Linked DNA regions of Rattus norvegicus: region 1 is linked to region 2. The links are chromatin contacts, called in public Hi-C maps. All regions are on one chromosome and are shown on one strand. Each heading gives the region's core, a stretch centred on a gene start, on an enhancer-like site or on the middle of the called end of the contact. The rest is flanking DNA. Distances are from core to core; before and after follow the strand shown.

Region 1 (3,884 bases), core at 288-2,787, 110 kb before region 2:
CTCCCCTCTTGAGAGCCTAACACATTTTCTTTTACAAGCGGCTTCCAGAAAGCCAGCACCTTCCCATCTCCCACAGTTTGATTGGCAGAAGGAATTTGTGATCTCAAAAGTGATCCCCGGGGTCAGCCAGGAAGACAGGAACCTTCTCCCATTTCTCTGGCACAGAGGCCTGACCTTGAGCCAGAATGATCCACAGTCACTTGGAAACTAAGCTTCACACCAGAAGGGGGCAGTCGGTGTCCCTCCTTCCTGTACATGACCAGCACCTTCCAAAATATCTGCGAAACACTTTGATAGTAAACTGTTCAAATCCCGACACCCAGTTCATCTTCTACAGTACTGTAGGTTTGCCCTGATGTAAGAAACACCCACACCCACCCCATAACCAATATTGCAACTGGAAAAACCAATTTCAAATAGGCCAAGAGAATGTCCGTGGCCAGTTCCTCAAAGAGTAGCCCTGTCCACAAGGGCAGCTGCCAGAAGGAGCCCAGCTCACTTTGCTTGGCGCCCTCTGTGATCTTCCCACTGCCTCCAGCCGGCTGAGGTTACAGGAGTCTCTGAAAAAAGCAAGCACGATGTTTTTTTTTCCTAAACACAGAATAAAAATGCTTTTTACATCACCGTGCCAAATTACAAAATTGATCGGGCCTTGTGATCTTTGGATACACTTTAGAGGATGAAAAGCATAAAAATAGGAATTATATCTGTACGCATTTATAAATCCGGGGATGGAGCTCAGTGCTTGCCTAGCATGCATAAAGCTGTGGGTTGGATCCTCAACATACCTGTAATCCCAGTACATTTAGGAGACGGAGGCAGGAAGTCAGGATTTCAAGGTCATCATCAGCTGTCTAGCTAGGTTTAAACCAGCCTAGAATATGTGAGACCCTGAGACCCTGATAAATACAACAGAGAGAGAGAGAGAGAGAGAGAGAGAGAGAGAGAGAGAGAGAGAGAGAGAGAGAGAAAGGTGGGGAGGGGGTGTGTGTCTAAAAACAAAGATACATACAGAGATGCTCAGAGCTTACAACTGTGCTTACGGTTGCAGTTAAAGCGCGAGGCAGTCCAGACGACCTACTATGGGGCAGAAGCTGAGAAAACTGTGCTGTGGTCATACTGACACTGGACATGGTCAGCCCGAAGAACAGAGCTGGTGTCCAGCCTGTCAGATGAATAATGGAATGTTCGATGTTAAGTCAAATATTTCCTGACTTTTGGGCCAGGTTCTCTAGCTGGACAGCAGCCCTCAGGGGAAAGGGTCACTTATCAGGTGACACCACAGGTCAGGCCTACAGCACTGACTCTTTCCCATTACCCCAAGACTCAGAACAGGGTGGAGGTGGGGTAAGGGTTGGGGATGGGGGTGGGGGAGGAATGTAATTTACATAAGCCCCCAGGGAGAAGCTAACTCTTGGAAACTGAAGACAAGTCACGAAAATTTGTTATTTCCACCTGGGACCTCATCCAGGCTCCCGCATCTGTCTGTAGATCCTGCAGGTGACTCCGGAGTCCTTTGGCTAAAGAGAGTGTGACTAAGCTCTTTTTGGTATTTGTCACTAGGAAAAGTATGGAGTGCCAGCATTAAGCTGAATGAGTCCATGCCTTAGTGACAGCTTTGAAAACAAGACCAAGGAGGCTAGGAACACCAGGGACGAGACCAGGTGCACAGAACACCAAGGCACCACCCTGGAATACAACTGTCCCACACTTACATACTCGGGTGACGCTCAGGAAGGACTTCTGTTTCCTCCCATAAAAACTGAAGACAAGAATCCGCTCAACCCTCGGCACTTCAGAAAGCAAATAGGATACTTCCGCCTTGGAAATAACCACATAGTGTATAACTCGGGCATCTCTGCGTTTCTGCAAAAGGTCAAGGCCTACAAGGAACCAGGCCAGGGCCCAAGACTGTAAGCCCAGCTGCTACAAATGCTGAGACAGACAGATCTCCAATTCATGGCCTGCGGGGGCTACAGACTGAGTTCAAGGCCAACTGGGCAATTCAATACGATTTTCTATGTCAAAGTAAAACCCTAAAAGAGCTGGGCTCTGCGGTTAAACACTCACCTGACATGCACAAAGCCCTATGTTCTTTCTTTAGTGAGACACACCCACCCCCCCACCCACATGCACACATGTCTGTGCACATGTGCAACACATATGCCTGCACACAAGCACATACACGTATCTGTAAAGGATTTCTTGAACATTACCATGCCTTTTTACTTTCACCAATCAGCCACCAGAAGGGAAAAGAGTAATTAAGAATTCCTTTTCACTCTTTGCCACCAAAACATCCGTCTCATCTCAAAACCAAGTAAGTAAAAGAAACCCTTCCTGTTGGTGCTTAGGCAGGCCCGGTCCTTCCTCGGCCTCCTTTGCCTTCTCCTCAGTCCTCCAGACCGTTCCTGATCCAGCAAGGACAGCAAGTGCTGGCCGAGCAGTGACTAGAATCCCACCTGGCCGCGTATTAAATATTTTTAAGCCTCGGATTGACGAGATTCTGAAGACACATAAAAGGGGACCACATGTTGGAATGAGGCAAAAGACAAAAGGGTAGAGATTCTATGGTTTAACAGAGAAACAGGGCAGAGCTTGACGTAGTAACTAAAAGGTATGGCAATAGGAAAAGCTTATGTTTGCATAAACAAGGAGTTCCCGAGAATTCAGAGTCTAAATATTTGGTAAATCAGTGGATGGGAAATTCGACTCCATTGCCAGTGGCCCGCTCAGCCGTCATTTCTCCTGTCTCTTAAAGGCAAGCAGCATTTCAGTCACACCCCTGCTTTCGTGATAACTGGATGCTCTGGGGGAAGGTTGAGTCCTGGGTTGTCCGCTGGCCAGGGTGTGAATGCAGAGTCCTAAAACCAGGTGTGGAGTTCCCTTCTTGCCATGCAGTCACAGTATGGTATCGTCGGTGAGGTGGAAGGGGACGTCAGCTGGGAGGACCTAACAATATTCTGCTTGTTCACAGGAAGGAACAATGGTGAGGCTGAAGAGATGGTTCAGAGAGTAAGAGCACTTGCTCTTCCAGGAGACCAGGGTTCAATTCCCAGCACCCATTTGTCACGCCAATTCCAGGAGACCGATCATCTTCTGGTTTTCATGGGTACTGCATGCATATGCTACACAGTCATAGGTAAAGACCAAACATAAGATAAAAATAAAGAAGCAAGGGATAATGGCAGAAATGTCTTTGTTTTCTTTACTTTTTAATTTTTATTTTTTTCTTTGTTTTCTTTAAAGATGTCTGGTTTCAAACTAAAACAGACCCAAAGTGAAGATGGCAAATATCTTTAATTCCAGCACTGGGGAGGCAGACACAGGAAGACCCCTGAATTTGGAGCAGGTGTGGTGTACATAATGGATTACAGGCCAGCAAGAGCTATGTAGTAAGACCCTATCTCAATAAACCAAACAAACAAACAAACAAACAAACAAAAAAAACAAAGCAAACATCTTTTAGACAGAAAAAAAGTTAAGAGAATCTCAAAGAACTCAAACCTTAGTCACGGCCTCTTCAGTCATCAAACTGACCAACCTTGGATGGTGAACCTTGCCACTGGTCAGATCATCACCCCCTTCAGTAAGATCTTCTGGGATCTGCACAGTCCACCAACACAAGCTGCACCCATGGCCATGGTTCTGTAACATTGGCAAATGGCACATAGTGCTTGCAGAAGGGATGGCTGAATGGGAAACAACCTTGATGGTTCTAAGGTTTTGGGTGTTAGCATTTTCTGTAGATTTAAAAAAATAATCCAAGCAATAAATGGTGTTTTAGGTGGTATGGCTCCAGGGCACTAATGACGTGAGAAGTAGCAGTCAGACTCGGGTTTGTTTCTGGCTCTGTTACTGGCCAGGCAAGGCCCCGGAGGCAA
Region 2 (4,191 bases), core at 223-2,722:
CAGTCCCTTAAACTCTCATGTTAATCTGACTGCTGGAGTCACCTCTTGCCCAGGCTTTGGAAAGGCTCAGGTAAGAACTGTTTCCAGAGCATGGGTCCTCTGTGGCTGGGGACAGCCCTGAGAAGATGCCACAGCACAGGAAAGAGGAGGCACGTGTTTGTGACTGTTAGCACTGGGCAGTAGCCGTCAAGTGAGGGGTGGCTGTGCCAAGATCACTGGCCACTAGAACTTAGTTGTCCATATGATGCCAAGAGGACGTCATTGTGAACGTGACTCACTCATTCGTGCTGCAATCACATCCTAGTCCTGCCTCACCAGCTGGGCTTTTCTGTGGAAAGTGGCATTAAAGGTCTGTCTGCTTTCCCATGTTACTCCTGGGTTGTTTCCAGTGGAGTTAGACATGGCAGAGCTACAGGCAGCAGGGGGTGGTCCTGTAGCTTACATGAGCAGGAGGAAAGGGGAGTGGTCATTAAGGGATTCTGTGGAGTCCTTTCAGGGGAAGCTGTAGTTGTCTTATGTTTCTATCATGTCATATGTACTAAGAGCAGCTTCATACTTCCAGGTCCGCAGCACAGCAGTGCCTACCCTCAACTGTGCTGGAACACTTCTCACCACAGGTACACATACTGCTCCTAAAAAGCAGGGCAGCGGAGGGCAGCCTGTGAGCATCTAAACCCATCAGACTTCCAATTCACTTCCCGTCATTTACAGTCAGTTAAGTGTTCAAAAATAGAAACTGAAAAAGGGCTGCCTCTGCCCAACCTCACATTTTGGGAAATACTATCTAGGACAGATAATGAAACTATGCAAATTACCCCCAAGAACACTTGCACATGTCAGCTTCTCTCTCTCTCTCTCTCTCTCACACACACACACACACACACACACACACACTTTTAAAACATTTCAGATGAATCTTATGACAGTTCAGGGTAAAAATGGAGCCATTGGGGTTTGAAGATAGCTCATCCTTGCCTGGTAGCCATCGATGTCCTGAGCTAAAGTAACAGGCATGATCCTCACATTCCACTCACAGTTTAGGGCATGTCACCTCCCTTAGCTCAGCAGATAGGACTCCCCCCGCCCCCAGCAAGGGTGAGCAGGGGAGCCCCACTGACACACGCTATAACAGCGAATACTGTCATCCTGCTAGGGAGAAAGGCTGCGACCAGGAAGAGCTGTTGTAGCTAATTATCTCCAATGAAAACACCTTGGGAAGAGCCAAGAGCCCTGTGCTCAACACTATCAGCTCAGAGGAAAAGAAATCCCTTTTAAGGAGAACTTGTAACTTCAATGGGCTGCTCTTTTGCCAGGACTTTCAGACCCTCTGAACATAAGCCTAACCACAGATGGCTTCGAGTAAGTCTGGATCCTGACACCCGCCCTCCCCTCCCTGGGCTTCAGCACCAGTTGTTGGCCAAAAATAAACACCATTCCTCAACCATATATGTCCACCAGTCCTGATCTGGGGAGGAAGCAGGAGGCAGGTCAGACCCTTGCTGGGCACTCACGTGAGGCCACCACTCACCATGCACATAACCCAGCTCAATCGGGAGTGTCTGCTGCGCCTCTTCTCCTTCCTGGACAAGGACAGTCGGAAGAGTCTCTCCAGGACTTGCTCCCAGCTCCGAGATGTGTTTGAGGACCCCACCCTCTGGTCCCTGCTGCACTTCCATTCCCTCACAGAGCTCAAGAAAGACAACTTCCGGCTGAGCCCTGCACTGCGCAGCCTGTCCATCTGTTGGCATTCCAGCCGTGTGCAAGTGTGTAGCATCGAGGACTGGCTCAAGAGCGCCTTCCAGAGGAGCATCTGCAGCCAGCACGAGAACCTGGTTAATGATTTCCTCCTGCAGGTGTGCAACAGGTAGGCCACCTTGCCCCTGAGCAGTGTGGCTTTGCTGGCCTTGGCTCCAGGGGGACTGGGAAGCACACATTCCAAGAGCAAAATGGCTCTAATTGAGACCAAGGCAGACAACCAGTTCTAAGAGTTGGGTTAAATCGGCTTGCTCTCAGCTCCTGAAGATGCTTCTGTGGCAAAGGAAGTTCTGAGTTCAGCTAGCCCTGTCCTTGGAGCAGCTGTCTTCACTGGCAGCCATTAAGGCCTGGTTAGGTTCAGCTGAGCCTGAATTTTCAAGGTCAGGCCCCAGGAAAAGGCTCCCAGAGGCATCAGGTGGTGCAGGCCTCTAATTTGGCCAAAAATATACACCATTTCTCAACTAGGCCTGAGAGCTGCCGATGAGGAAGGAGAGCCAGGGTGCTCAGGTGAGCTGAACCAAAGCCTATTGCAGAGTAGCAGTGAGCATCTCCTCTGAGGGACACACTCATCTGGCATATTACCCATGGAGTATTTCAATAATACCCATGGAGTATTTCAATTGTCGGGGGCAAAAGGGATGCTCTGAGACATAGTGTGGTGCGCCCAGTTTAGGACTTCCAGATTTTAGCAGGTAAGACACACACCACCCAGTTAAATTTGAATTCGAGATAAAAAATTTTTAACTTAAGAATGCCCTGAAAACATCCCCTATTTGACCTTTTGGCCACCATCCTCATCCCCCTATCCCTTGCACAGGCTGAGCCACAAAATTGGTTGGTCTACCTTCCTGGGCAGGGCAGCTATAGCCAACATGGCTGTGCCAGGTGCTGAGGAGAAAGAGCTCTCTGCTAGCTAAGATGCTTGGGTGGTTGCCAGCTACTGCCATCTAGGGTTAGTAGTTAGGGTTGGCTGACCTCACCACAGGAAGAGGAGGTAATTACAGTGGCCTGCCTTTCACTTGTTCTCTTCTCAAGGTGGATTTGGGCTTGGCTCTGACTACACCAGGCCAGGCCATTTTGATGGGTTTCACTAGGCTCAAAATAATCAGACTGCAAGGTGATGGGTGGAGGAGAGGGAGCATCACAATCCCATATTGGTTGTAACCAATTCTTGATGGGAGGTAACCAGGTTTAATCCCTGAAACCAGCAAGATTTGATTTAAGATTACATCTGCTAAGCACCAGTCCCCAGCATCAGAGAAGGTGCAAAGGGCATTGGGTTTTCAGTTCTGATATTGTACAACTCACCCCAGACCAAATGCTTCAACACCCACCTCATACCTTTCTCTGGAAAATGAGAAAATGTATATCACAAAGTGAGATGAAGTGACAGTAATTTGAGAAAGGTAAAGTGAGCTGGGGAATGTAAGCGAGTCAGCTGTTCTGGATTCTTCTGCCTTAGTCGTTTTCAGGCCAGATCAGGCAATACGCTGAGGGCTTAAAAGCACCTTCATATTCATCTGAGTAACTGTACATGGCCCACAAAGTATCTTCTTGCCAAGTCACTTGAGCCACTGTGTGCCAGTCTCCTCATTTACAAAACCGGGACAGTAGGTGTAGTGTGTATGAGGGAGGCATGGGCTCGGCGTGTGAAATGGTACCAAGCACAGCACATTTTAATTACTTTTATTTTCCCAGGCAAAAGGGAGATGAGCTGCCCCAGCTAGGTGTAGGCAAGACACTAAGGGGAGGGTGCTGTGGAAAGGAACCTGACTCTCCAATCCAGATTCAGTTACTTGACCACAGGGTCCAGGCCCACTGGAGGCTCCTCCCAGGGAGGAAGCCACGTGGCCATTCTGGGCTCTAGGCTGTCTGTAGTTGGCTCTGTTCACCCAAACCTCAATCCTCACAAGTGCATGGCTACACACTGCCCCACTCTTCTACCACACAGAAGTAAACTTTGGTTCAGTGATAGTCGGGTCACATTGCAAATAAGTCTTAGACTGTACCAACTTCAGGGCATGGCTCTAGGGGCCCTGGGTTTCAGGCTGCTGACCCAAAAGCTGAAGAAACCGAGATGAAAGTATGACCCAACACTGGTTTTCAGTCACTAGCCATTACTCCTAGAGAACTTTCCGCCCAAAGTTTGTCACTAACGGACCCCAGCCTCGGGGAGGATCAAAGCCACACAGTTGTCCCTTTCAGAGACCAATAATGGATCCCAGAAGAAGGGACCGGGGCCCTGGCTGCAACCCTAGCCTCGGTCTCGCTGCAGTCTCCTGTAAAGGAGTTCTGTCTGCTGCGCCTCGGCCCCGTGTCAACGCGCTCTCCTCGCAGGTGCCCCAACCTGGCGTCCGTCACGCTTTCGGGCTGCGGCCACGTCACGGATGACTGCTTAGCGCGACTGCTGCTCGGCTGCCCGCGCCTGCGCGCGCT

The links. Hi-C and Micro-C count contacts between places; a contact is called where the count stands out from the background.
Region 1: a Hi-C map of liver shows a contact between it and region 2, with 2.6 times the contacts expected there. The contact joins the enhancer-like site here to the promoter of Fbxl22 in region 2. A contact is called at or near these places in 3 of 12 Hi-C or Micro-C datasets (liver, prefrontal cortex and psoas muscle).

Annotation. Positions count from the first base shown.
Region 1 is chr8:76,082,869-76,086,752 of GRCr8, reverse strand. No RefSeq gene overlaps it. Among named protein-coding and RNA genes, the nearest start is that of Usp3, 36 kb to the right of the region's middle. Within about 2 kb of position 1,537, at least 1 of the 93 cell types and tissues checked has an H3K27ac peak or open chromatin away from gene starts, as enhancers often do. A contact at or near this core is called in liver, where this site is marked.
Region 2 is chr8:75,968,995-75,973,185 of GRCr8, reverse strand. It overlaps Fbxl22 (F-box and leucine-rich repeat protein 22), which reads left to right and starts at 1,472. Exons shown (of 2, transcript NM_001108769.1): 1 at 1,472-1,864; 2 at 4,093-4,191. The coding sequence starts at 1,530.